Regions from separate parts of the Mus musculus genome. Here regions 2 and 3 are each linked to region 1. The links are chromatin contacts, called in public Hi-C and HiChIP or PLAC-seq maps. All regions are on one chromosome and are shown on one strand. The core of a region is the stretch at or near the end of the contact, and the rest is flanking DNA. Distances in the headings are between cores, read along the strand shown.

Region 1 (4,196 bases), core at 445-2,944:
CCTTTCCCTGCTACATGACATATGAATGGCTTTCCCATTACCTCATTTCTTCTGACCAAGACCCACTTCCATTGGCTTCCCACTTGCAGATGCCACACAACCTCAGGCCACTGCCTCACTTTTCCTTCCTCAGTGCCCAGATACTCATCGTTCAGTAAAGAGCATTAGTTTCTTTTCTTCCTCCCAGACTCCCCCCCCCCCGCCCTGAGCATTACTTTTTAATAATATTCTTTATCAACGATTGATTTGGCAACTTAATGGAAAAACGAACGACAAACCTCTCTGCAATAAGTTATCTAAAACAAAACCAGGGGAATTTTTATTCTCAGCCCATTTCCGTGAGAAAAAGGGAGATGATTTTTGGTCTGTCTTTCTGCCTGTCCCATCGCTCAGTGCCGATGGCATGTCAGGATTCTGCTGCACGGAGATGGCCGGGACATAAAAGGCATAAACACACTCCTATGACTTCTCCAAGAACCCACTTCTTTTTACTCACCAACAGATTCCCCAGAGGAAGGGAGCACCCAGCCACCAGTTGTGGCATTTGCAGTTTAAGAGCCCCCAACGGTATCTTGGCTCCCCTCCCCATTAGACACACAGGAAAGATCCAACTGACTGTCCCATCCCAAACAGCACATTCTTATGACATGAAAAAGCCCTTCTGACTCATCATCACCACACTTGTGGATGACCTGAGCTTTCTTCATCTCTGTAGGGGTATTATTCATCGCTTGCCCAAAGAGGAAACTGAGGCAGAGTAGTTGAGTAACTTGCAAGGATTGAGAAAGCCTGCAGACCACACTCAGTTCTAGGAGCACAATACACATCACATGTTGCATGGTTGAAAACTGGAGGATACATTTTTTACTTAAAGACATGCACATAGCAACCTAAAGGAATTACTCTTTTGGAGACTCTGCTAACTATGGACAGGAAATATTGGAGTAGGATGGACATTAAAGAGAATCCGATTGCACTCTCTGCTGTTGGGGTCCGAATCGCAGAAGGTTTGACCTGGTTAAGTCCGCAGGGCAAGCCTGCAGCAAACTGACCCGTATTCTAAGTTTGTTGATTTCCATTCTAATACTCCTGCATCTATCACGCTCAACATAGAGATGCTTTTACAACAGAACAAACATTTGTAAGTTAGCCCTTGAACCCTGTCCATACAGCTTGCCTCCCTTCCTTGACCCAAGTACTGGACCCAGAGTGATGAGACCTGTCCGGGTTACCTTCTGCACTCCACAGTCAGTTTACCTGGGAAGCTGTGGGAAGCATCTTCATTTTCCAGAATGCCTCTCGGTTTGGTTGCCTGTAGCTCACTTTTGGACTTCCAAACCAGCTTTACCATCCTGATCATCTCTGGCAAGTCCCAGGGTAGCGGCCCCTGCTGGCACCCCGGCCTGCTGCTGAGGGAAGAGGGTAGCACAGCTTCTGGGGCCGTCCACCTCCTGCCTAGTTCTGCAGAGTGGAAGTACCGCTCTAGCACAGGCATTCTGCCCTGTTCCCCAGAAGAAGAGGTAGGGCTGCCGCCGTCGCTGCTGCTGCTGCTGTTCCTGCTGCTGCTGCTGTTGTTGTTGCTGCTGCTGCTGCCACCAGAGGGGAATTTCTTCCCGGGCAGCTGCAGGCAAACCCGCGTGAAATCCTCTCCAGCCTTGGAAAGACAAGCCTCCTCCAGCCTGGCACAGCCTTTCTGGCTTTCCCAGCCCCTGCACAAAACACTGGCGACGAGATGAGAGAGACGAGACCGCTGCACCGCCTAAGGTTCCTCACTGCTGAGTCTCTGGACTCCTTCCTTCCTTAGAGATACAGCGCATTTTCCTCTTCTCTCCCAGGCACCGAATTCACAGCACTTAATTAATCCCAGGCTACAGCTGGAACGACAGCGGGAGTGGGGAAAGCCATGGAGGAGGCTTCAGCCTTCGCCTTCCCTCTTCTTCCTCTTGTTTTGTTTTCTGGGAGCTTTTTTCCCTTTTTTTTTTTCTTTTTTTTTCTTTTTTCTTTTTGCTGCTTGTCAAGTTTGTCAAGTGGCTTAGCAGTGAAAGACTTCAGGCAAAGACTTGGGGCCCCGCTTTGCGTGACTCTTTGAGCGCCCCCCCCCCCCAGACTAGTTATCTGGAAGCGTCAGGTGAGGGGTCAATCTATGGCACAGGAAGCCTAGAAGCTTCCCAGACTCTGGTCTTGCAAATCACAAGGAACTTTGAGCAAAAAACCGGGAAGCTGAGCTCTGGCGTGCCTCCGCAGCAGCCTTCCCTCAGGAGGGCCTGGTGGGGGGCCTGCCTTGTCTGTTCACAGTGCGGCACAGGATGGGGGTGGCTGGATCCCAAGGACCACAGTTCAAACACTCTCCTTCCTCCTTCCAGACCCCACCCACTCTACTGTCAAAGTTCTCTGCAAACTAACCGGGTTTTGGTCCATTAGTCAAATCCCTTTGTAACCTCAGCTGCCCTTCAAGTTGGAAGGAAATAACATTGAATCACATTCCAAAGCTGACTGGAAAGAAGTGGATTAGGGAAGTGTCAGAGTCCTTATGCATATGCACAGGGTGTCTGTTTAGCTTGGACACGTGGATCGGGATGGTTAAAAACCCATTTTCAAAGGGCAGTCATCATTTTAAAGGGTGTTAGTAGGGGGTCATAAATGGCCTGAAAAAGAAAGTGTGGCTGGTTCTTTTCAAAGAGACCACACTGTGGGCTTAATATCTGGGCCACTGACTACTGCGTTCCCCACCCCAGAGCGGAGAATTGAGGACAACTGTGGGCCAGGCCTCTTGTTTCCTGAGGTTCAGAGATGAAGGCGCTGACCCTGGAAGTCAGAGCCAACACGGCAACAGAGATGCCCCCTGTCGCTTATGTGAAAGGCCTTGGACATAAAGGAAAGTGGGGTGGTATTGGCTTGGCGTTTTTGCCAGCAAATTGGGTTTGTAGGAACAATTTGAACTTGTACATTCACTCAGAAAGGCCCTGTTTTCTTGAAAGACATTGTAACAATCCTGTCTTCCTCCAGGCTCAGTGTCTCTGTGTTGCAAAGGCCTTTGTTTTGCTTGGCTCTTTATTTTTGCTGATGTACAAGTTGTTGCTCCCGCTCTACATTCCTATGGCTGGTTGATCACACGATCCTTTGATGTTTCTTTAGGGGAGCATGGAGGAGATTTGGGGCCATCTCAGGCTGTTTTATTCTCACTGTTCTGCCTTCCTTGTGTACTCTGTTTTCAAAGTTGAAAGCAGTAAAGCCCATCACATTTTTTCTTTGTTACTCTTCTAAAACTATGCTTAGTTAATAAGTTTGATTTTTAATAATGAATTATTTTTTTCTCTTCTCTTTTCTTATGGATAAAAAAGTATATTGTGAACTTGCTTTCTTTCCTAGTAGATGAAAAAGGTCAATACCTCTCTCTCTCTCTCTCTTTCTCTCTCTCCCTCTCCTCCCCTCTCCCTCTCTTTCTCTCTATCTATCTATCTATATGAGTGACTACTTTTCTGAGAATTTTATATTAAAATATTGCAGCTTTTCTATAACAACGACATATTCATACAACCCAATAGGCAGAAATCAGTGATCCACTCTATCTGACAGATGTCTTTCTTTAACTCCCTCTGTTGAGATAAAAGCATTTATAAAGCAATTGGATGTGTCTGCAGTTTGACAGCTCTTCCATTAGACTCAGGGCGTCAAGCACCGCAGGAATCAGAGACTTCTATGTAACAAGCACATCTAGATGGCTGTCACACTCCGCGCCACACTTCCTAAATAATGTCTTAACCTCATTCCTCAGTCACAATCCTCCCTGACTTGAAGGGTTTCCTAAGTGTTTGACTATTTTTATTTTTGCTCAGTTATTTTGCAAGAGTACTTAGCACCAGGATATCCTGACCCTTGAAACAAAGGGGTTAAGAACAAAGAAGACAAACGTATGCTATGATATATCTCAGATGCTAATGGATTAAGAACACAGATCTTCCCTGTAGGTTTCTTCAAGATTACTTTTTTTTTTAAAGCCAAGACTATACACTTCTACCGCATCTTCTACACTGTCCCACACATTTCCTGGAATCAGAGAAGTTACAGAATGTTGGGTTATTGAATATGAGTGAGTGAGACGCGTTAAGGCCAAGCAACCATCATTTCCAATTTTCATCCTTAAATGGGACCTACTTCATTTGAAGGTCTATGTGTTGAAAATGTTTTCTTAATTT
Region 2 (4,196 bases), core at 533-3,032, 130 kb after region 1:
AATGTTTGTGTAATAATTCTCCTAAGAACACTTTTCAGTATACTCGTTTTTAATTTCCATGACCACTCAAGCCCAGCGATGCCATTAAACTCCATCCCCCAATTCTTCTAAGCATATCAGTCTTTATATACGAAATTCCCTTACAATCACTTTTAACAGGAACTCAGTATTTTGATTCTATTTTAATCAAAATAGATGCTGTCGTTTACAGCATTTCTAGATCAGTTTGGGTCGTGCAGACTACAGTGGAAATTCCAAAGACTCAAAATTCCTTTGGATTGACATCATCCCTAAAATATACTGAGAGATTCCTAAATATCAGAGGCATTTTTCCATGCCCCTGTCCTACAATGCTATATTGTGTTTCTTTGCATTATGTTCCTGGAGGAAGTGTGCTGCAGAGGAAAAATGCACTGAGCAGGAAACGCAGGCCGTAGAGTTGAAGCGTTCTGCGGTCGTGTGATCTTAGGCAAGTGACAACCACTTGTTTTTCTCAGTAACATCGCACTGATAGAGACTGCGCTCAGACAGCTCTTGCAAGGATGGAATGGGCAGGAGTCCTTTAACTCCATGTCTGTCAGGAGGAGCAGATGGAGCTGAACGCTGCTTTGTACATCAATGCTTCAGATTGCCAAGTAACAGCCCTTACTTAAAACTCACAGCAATCAGGCATCAATAAGCACATTTCTTTTAAAAGAAGATGCACAGAATTAGGTGTCTATGTGTTGGCTCGTGTGTGGGTTTGTGTCCGTGAGTGTAGGCGCCCATGGAAGTCAGAAGAAGGTGTCAGATCCCTTGGAGCTGGAGTTACAGGTAGTTGTGAGCTGTCTGATATGGGTACTGGAAATCAAAGTTGGGTCCTTTATAAGAGAGGTCCCTACTCCTGCTGAGTCAGCTTTCCAGCCCCAGCTAAACACTGTTTGGATACGAACAAGCCACCTTGGTAGAAATTGAAGCCAGGTTGAGGACCAAGTGCTGCTTGACCAGCTTTTGAGCAGTTTTATCTTCTGATTCTCACATTCCTAGTCAGCAGAGTTCTACCAACAGCGCCTCAGAGAGTTGCTATGTGGACTGAGCCGATGCATGCCTTTCCAATGTTGAGAGCCATGTGCCTAAGCTACTGTCCTTAGAGTCTTTATTTTGTTTGACTTTATCAGGAAAGAAGAGCTGGGAACCAAATATGAGTTACCTTTTCTTGTTAGAGAAGTCCTCTAAAATATATTCAACACATGCTGTGCCCAAGATACACAGATTACAGATGTGATAAAAAATTTAGGGTTCAAGTAACAGTTATATTATCTAGGTATCTGTCTGGATCCTAGAACTTAGGAGGCAGAGACAGAGGCAGGCAGATTTCTGTGAGTTCAAGGCCAGCCTGGTCTACAAAGTGCATCCAGAACAGGATATAGAATAGCCAGGGCTATTACACAGAGAAACCCTGTCTCAAAGAACCAAATCAAACAACAACAACAACAACAACAACAACAACAACAAACACCAACAATGTTACTTGAAGATTCCTTCAATCATCTCAAATGTTCTATTTTCATAGACCTGTCCCATTTCACTCGCCGTGTACGAAAGGGAGCTTGCCTTATTTTCCACACGAGGTCTGCTGACTCAGGGGACAAAAAAGAACAAATTGTGTAATTTGAGTTGAGAGCAATCATTTTTGCAGTTGTTCTTTTAAAAAAGAAAGAAAGGGAAAAAAATCCTCACATAGAGAGCCAAAACTTGCTTAGAGACCTGTGAGCTCTGCTGCCATTGACGTCACTTGGAAGTTGTGTGGGCAGAAATTGGCTGACTTCCTCCAGTGTGTCTTTTGAAAGCTGAACATACTGGAAAAAAGGCAGTCTTTTAATCTCAAACAACAGTGGGGAGAAAAGTCTCACAAACAGCTCTCCTGTTTATAGCCAAACACCTATCTGAGCACTGTGCTCCTGCGATGAATTTTCTCGGAGCTCAGCCAGGGAGGGATATTCTCCATGTCTGAAATGGTGAACATACAATGTGTAAGTGGAAATTCCTATTTGGATATGGAAACTGAAACTTAGAGGGTTCCAGAATCATTCGTAAGGCCACCAAAGGCCTGCAGCTGGAGTGAACCCCTCACATTCTGTTTTCTAGACCCTTGTAGAGTTCATGATGGGCAGTGGTATTCCTGTACACTTGTCTTCATTATACAGACTCTAGGAGCCAAAGTGCGTATTCATGAGAGCCAGTAGCTTGTCTACTGCACGTCACTAATAGTCGTGGAAACAAGCTAGGCAGAGTCTGTTGACATTGAAGAAAACCTGGAGACAGTTGGGGATCACAAAATGCTGCCCCTAGATAGTGCCATAGATTAAGGTACTTGTACCAGGAACTTCCTTAATTCTAAGTGTTTTGCTCTCCAAGGGCCCTGCTTGGGGGATAAGAAGAAGGCAGTGCCTCAACTGCACTTCACCATCTAGATTTATTCTTATAAAGATCTGGTCCCCACTCATTAACTCAATCATTGAAAAAGTCTATATTAAAAGTCTATTTTGGAGCCTGGGAGATGCTCAGTTGGTAAAGTGCTTACCTTGCAAGCTAGAGGGCCTGACTTCAATTTCTTGAACCCGTGTTTAAAAAGTGCACTCTTGGAATTCCAGTGCTCAGAGAAGCAGAGGTAGGCAGATCTCTGGAGCCTGCTGGCCAGCCAGCCAGCCTGGCTTGCCTCATTGGCTAGTTTCAGTCCAGCAAGAGACCCTGTCTCAAATATTATTTTAAAATTAAAAGGCAGATGGTCCCTGAGGAGCAGTCCATAAGGCTGTCCGATGATTTCTATGTTAACACACATGTGTGTGCAGGGATTCACATTCCAAGCAACAAGTAGTCATAGCCCACATAGACTTTGAATCAGGTTGTAAGCAATCAGCTACAGAGAGCGTTTTCAAATTCAAATTCTGAAGATCCATTTAATAAAGATGTATGACTGTTATTTCTCCTACCAAAAAAAATGAATCACATATCACATATTCTAGGTTGTCAACCCCAACGGCCTCTCATCTCACTACATAGGGAAGTGTATAGACATATTATTCACCTTGGTATTGATTCGTGCATATTCTTTAACCAGATGCATACAGTTGAAGCCATGGAGAAGCCATGTACTCAAAGGTTTTGCTTTTCTGCCTGGCTTCATTCTGCTGCTTCTTAAAGAGAAGCCATCATTGAAAAATGTCACCCCTCGGATGCCTGCCAGCTGAAAGAGTCTGGGAGTGGCTGCTACTTCAATTCCTCTCATAAATATCTGTGATGGCCAAATTCCTGGCACTCCTGTTGATAGGAGTCCAAGGCGTTTCTTTCCTGGCTCTGGCCATCAAAGCTGTACAATCTGTCATCATACGACCTCAGAAATAAAAGGCTGTTTAGAAAGGCAAGTGCCATTTAGACCTATGTGTCAAAGATTTAGCTATTGAGAAGAAAAGAGGTTTCATCAATCAAGCCTAACTATTAACATGGGTAGGGAGAAATTATAAGCCATCAGTCCTAAAATAACTAAGAATGTCTGAGGTCAGTCAATTGGAAATAGGGGGTATGGCAAGCTAGCCCATGTGCGAGGATTTAGAAAAGTATTGCAGAATAAGGGAGTCAATCTTGTGTGTGTGTGTGTGTGTGTGTGTGTGTGTGTGTGTGTGAGTGTGAGTGTGTGTGAAAATACTTCTATATATAGGCTGGGCATGGTGGTACATGACTTTCATTTCAGTACTTGTGAGACAGAGGCAGGCAGAGCTCTGTGAGTTTGAGGTCAGTCTGGTCTATATAGTGAGTTCTTGGCCAGCCAGCTATGTAGTGAGATCCTGTCTAAATGAAAATGCCCATATTTATTTTAACTAAACATGTTTATCAGACCCAAGAAATTAATTTTTAAGAATTAAAAAAGAGGAGTGTTTGTGCTAGCAAAATGTTCTGGTGTAGACTTTTTCATATTACAGATGAAGAAAATACACACACACATACATGTACACACATATACATACACACACACACACACCTATATACATACACACATATATATACATACACACCTATACACACACATATATACTTACACACCTATATACACACACATATATATACATACACACATATACATGTATACACACACATATACACATATACACACACATATATACATACATACATACATATATACCTATACACACACACAC
Region 3 (4,196 bases), core at 1,141-3,640, 120 kb before region 1:
TTCACTAACACTAGCCACGTGCTGGACACTAACAGAGTGAATCCGTGCCAGAGATTGCTGGCCATCTGAGATGTGGGCATCTCACCAGGCAATGGCAGTTTTGATGTTACACATGGGAATAAGGAAAGAGAACACAGCTTGTGCAGGAGACACAGGGAGGATGGATCTTTAGAGGCAGGAGATTTCAAGGAGGAAAAGATGTGCCAGATGAGATCAGAGGTTGAGTGAGCCAGAGTGGACCCAGAGATTATATTCCTTACACTTGAGCAGAATACACCACATGATAACGCTTTTGATTACAAATGGGCAAGAGGCATAGTGTGTGGAGACCTGAAGCAAGACATACCTTATATCGCTCGTCTCTGATTGTATATTTTGTTTCAGAAATGGTCACATTTTAAGAGATCACATGCTTTGCTTAGTTATTTTCTATTTTGCCTGGGAGAATGTAGACATTTTTATTTGCTTTGGTCATCTTCTGCATTCGGGTACCTGGCATATATTCACAAATATTCATTGAATGAATGGAGGAATGAGAGATATGTCAGAGAAATGAAAAGTATTTCTGATTTGTGATTTACTGAGGCTGGAAAGGGATATGGTGGGAAAAAGGGCTTGGTAGAAGGAAGGGGATATAGTGGGAAGAAACCTGTACACAAGGTCTGGCTATTTACACAATCTTGGAGATCATCTTTAACAGGAGTCTGCGTGGTCGGAGTTGGGTTTGAGGAAACTCCTCGTGGCTGCACAGTAGGGAAAGTATTGTGACCACGCAAAACCCAGTAATGTGGTTACACAGAGGCAGGGAGATGTCTGTGTCCTGAAACAGGGAAATCAAGGGTCACATCAGACCCTTTCTAGGAACACAGAGATGACAATGGCTTGCCCTGCTACTGGAGCAGCCCTGCTGTGATGGGCGGATCTGACCTTCACAGCGGCTCATCCCATAGTCCCAGAAAAGTAAACTGAGAGGAAGAAGTCAAAGTTCAGAAATGACCAGTGGGCTGTGAACATATGATAGGACGATCCCACCCTCATGTCCCTGATACCCTAGCCAGTTTGGGAAAATACATCAGGCAGTGATCTGTCTGCCCTAGAGAAGGGTCAGTTCATCAATTTCACGTCATCCCAGTGACAATATGTATTCATATCTCAGACTCCACACATTTGCAGTTTTAGAATAGTCTTTAAATTTTTTTTTTACCTATTATCTAGTGTATGTGTGTGTGTGCACGTGCACGCGTGCTGTGTGTGCGTGTGTGCGAGGTAGCCTTCTGTGCATGTGCATCTAGAGCTTACTGACTGACCTTAGGTCCACGAGAGTGGCAGAGTCTCAGGGTTCCTCGGCTTCCCCCGTGCTGGGGTTAACCAGCTCATGTGGGTGCTGGGGATTCAAGTGTTGCCTCTCATACTTGCCTGGCAACCAAGCAAACCATCTCCTGAGCCCAAGAGTAATCTTTCCCTTAATGCTGAAGGCATAAACTTCCACCTTTGTGGCCCGAAGAACTATTAGAATTTTAATCTGGAAAACCAAAACCCTTACCACATTGAAGGCAAAACAACCTCCCCTCTCTTTTTCTTTTCTGAATTACCAATTACAGTATGTCGCAGAGACAAAAACAATCTCTTTGATTGCTGACATTTAATAAACCACCAACACAGGTTTTCAAATTAAATCAAGAGGCTGCCTGTCAAAGAGTATGTGAAACAGCTGAATTGTTGCCATGTAAGGTAGCTTGCCTGCCTGCCTGCCTGCCTGCCTGCCCGCCTGCCCGCCCTCCCCCCACCTCCCTCCTTCCCTCCCTCCCTCCTTCCTTCCCTCCCTCCCTCCCTCCCTCCCTCCCTCCCTCCCTCCCTCCCTCCCTCCCTTCCTTCCTTCCTTCCTTCCTTCCTTTTTCTTTTTTTCTTGTTGTGGTAATGGGGCTTAAACCTAGGGCCTTGTGCAGCCAGGCAATCTCTCTACAACTGAGCTATAGCCCCAGTTTTCCTTTTCCTTAATATTTTGACACAGGGTCTCTCTAAATTGCCCAGGCCAGCCTTGAACCTTCAATCCTGCTGCTGCCATCTCCTTGGGTAGCTGGGATTGCAGGCTGTGCCACTGTGGCTGGCTGTTCCCATTCTACTTACTGGATGCTTTTTCTGATGGGAATACTTAGAGTGATGTTGATAAACTGAGAGTCTGGTATCCAAAGAGGTCAGATGTGTCCCCTCTTTTAAATCTCGAGGTTGCGGGAAGAAAAACAACATCGTGGATCCTGTCTGTGTTTTCATTCTTAATTGCTCACAAAATGACTCTGGAAATAACAGTTTCTGCCTGGCTCTCGCCTAACAAACCGAATGGTCTCCTTGGAGACACCCCTAAGGCCTCGTCTGGGTGTCTCGGAGGAAGAGGTGCATCTTGAGTTCAAGATAAGATCTTGGTCGTTGACAAACCTCTCGCCCTGCTTTAGAGCTGCTTGACTCTTCTTTCCTTCCTTCATATATATAATCTGCTCAACCCAATCTTCCTCACGGAGTTTAATATTCTACCCAGAATACCTTTTATCCTGCAGAAGTTATAAGACTATGAATAATCTTTCTTTCTAACTACATATTTGAGGAGCAGCCATAGAGACATTGCTCCTGGACTGTCAGCCTGGTGTGTGTGCGTGTGTGTGTGTGTGATTTAGTCATTTAAAATAAAAGGGAAGCCAGGCAATGGAGGTGCATGCCTTTAATCCCAGAACCCAGGCAGGAAAGGATCTCTGAGTTTGAGGCCAGCCTGGCCTAAGTCTCTACAAAATGAGTTCCAGGGCAGCTAGGGCTGCACAGAGAAACAGTGCCTCCAAAAATCAAACCAAACTAACGAACTAACACACTACCCATCTGGAGTTTAAATTGTTAACCCACACCCCCAATTGCCTGAAGCAAATGGCTAGATAAACCACCTACACTTCTGCTAAATATCATAGAATGGGATAATTGTAAAGTTTTATGGGAGATTTAATCATTAAATTATCTATGTAGCGATCTTTATGTAGTTAATACGTAGATAGAACCTATCAAGAAGAAGTGCATTTTAATGAAACTGGAGTCGACTCTCTTTGTAATTGTGGTAACCACTCTTAAATCTGTTTTTTTGAGACAGGGTTTCTCTGTGTAGCCCTGGCTGTCCTGGAACTCACTCTGTAGACCAGGCTGGCCTCGAACTCAGAAATTCACCTGCCTCTCCATTCTTAAATCTGATGCATACACTTTGCAGGTCACCAAGCCTCTCTGTGACTCTGTGTGTATGATGATGAATAACGTTGGCACGTAGGACCATAGACAGTGACTGCGGGGGCGTTCCTCTCACATGCTTCCGTCCCTCGCCTTCCTCTCACGTGTTTCCGGTCCTTCTTGATCTACCTTCCTTGACATCTGACTGCTTTCACTCCGAGTGAGGCGCTGGGCAGGAGTGCCTGCACATTGCCCCTGATTGGCAAGTCAGTTTGAGAACCTGGTCTAGACTGCAGACGATGAGATGGGCGGGTGCCCTCTGCTGACCCCACCTCCACTTCAGCTGCCCTGGCTCTCACCTTATCTCAGGTCAAAGGCATGCGCTGCCCGCCGAGTGGGGCGTTATGCCATGGTCTGCATCAGAACTGAAGGAGGAGGCCATCAGAGGGAGGAGCAGAGGCAGTCTTACACGTTATTTACAGTCAGTCTGGACGACAGTGAAGTCAGGCACAGGGTGTTCACACAGCTGCATAAATTATGGCTTCTCTCCTATGTGGTACTCTTGTTGATTAAATGTGTAAGCAAGTGTATAGTTTTTTGTGCTTATTTGTATTTGTAACTTGTACAATGTTTTTGAGCCCTCTTCTAAATTGTCCCATTCCAGTCTCCTTTTTCCTGTCAGGGATCATACCACACAGTCTAGATCGTTGTGTCTTCAGGAGAGAGCAGTATCTCACTTTACTGCACCAAGAAAAATCTTTAAAAAAACTACACCTATATATGTTCTTTAGTTAATTCTTCAAACCCCTTTCAAATTAGAATTACATTTGTTAGGATAACTCTCATTTTGAGCACTTGAATTTGAACTAATGCTTAGGGTAGAGAGTATGTCTTATTCATTTTCGGACTTCTAGGTTCCCCACTTATCTATGCAATAAAGTTACCAGTTAATAACATACGAGACTACATTTTGCATTGAAAATCCTGGAAATTTGATT

The links. Hi-C and Micro-C count contacts between places; a contact is called where the count stands out from the background. HiChIP or PLAC-seq counts read pairs in DNA pulled down with a chosen protein or histone mark.
Region 2: an H3K27ac HiChIP or PLAC-seq map of heart atrium shows a contact between it and region 1, with 12 read pairs. The contact joins the enhancer-like site here to the promoter of Pde7b in region 1. A contact is called at or near these places in 3 of 484 Hi-C or Micro-C datasets (CD4 T cells, cortical neurons and uterus), 2 of 115 datasets of contacts at active chromatin or transcription factors (fibro-adipogenic progenitors and heart atrium) and 3 of 9 other capture datasets (adipose tissue, liver and pancreatic islet).
Region 3: a contact with region 1 is called in a Hi-C map of olfactory sensory neurons, with 1.8 times the contacts expected there. The contact joins the enhancer-like site here to the promoter of Pde7b in region 1. A contact is called at or near these places in 5 of 484 Hi-C or Micro-C datasets (embryonic stem cells, olfactory sensory neurons, uterus and 1 more) and 2 of 9 other capture datasets (adipose tissue and pancreatic islet).

What each region holds. Positions count from the first base shown.
Region 1 is chr10:20,546,634-20,550,829 of GRCm38.p6, forward strand. It overlaps Pde7b (phosphodiesterase 7B), which reads right to left and starts at 1,695. Exons shown (of 12, transcript NM_001347366.1): 1 at 1,258-1,695. The coding sequence starts at 1,495.
Region 2 is chr10:20,672,214-20,676,409 of GRCm38.p6, forward strand. It overlaps a transcript of Pde7b not described here. Among named protein-coding and RNA genes, the nearest start is that of Pde7b, 130 kb to the left of the region's middle. Within about 2 kb of position 1,783, at least 53 of the 459 cell types and tissues checked have an H3K27ac peak or open chromatin away from gene starts, as enhancers often do. A contact at or near this core is called in adipose tissue, cortical neurons, fibro-adipogenic progenitors and 3 more, where this site is marked.
Region 3 is chr10:20,427,976-20,432,171 of GRCm38.p6, forward strand. All of the region lies in intron 7 of Pde7b (phosphodiesterase 7B), which reads right to left. Among named protein-coding and RNA genes, the nearest start is that of Mtfr2, 82 kb to the left of the region's middle. Within about 2 kb of position 2,391, at least 7 of the 459 cell types and tissues checked have an H3K27ac peak or open chromatin away from gene starts, as enhancers often do. A contact at or near this core is called in olfactory sensory neurons, where this site is marked.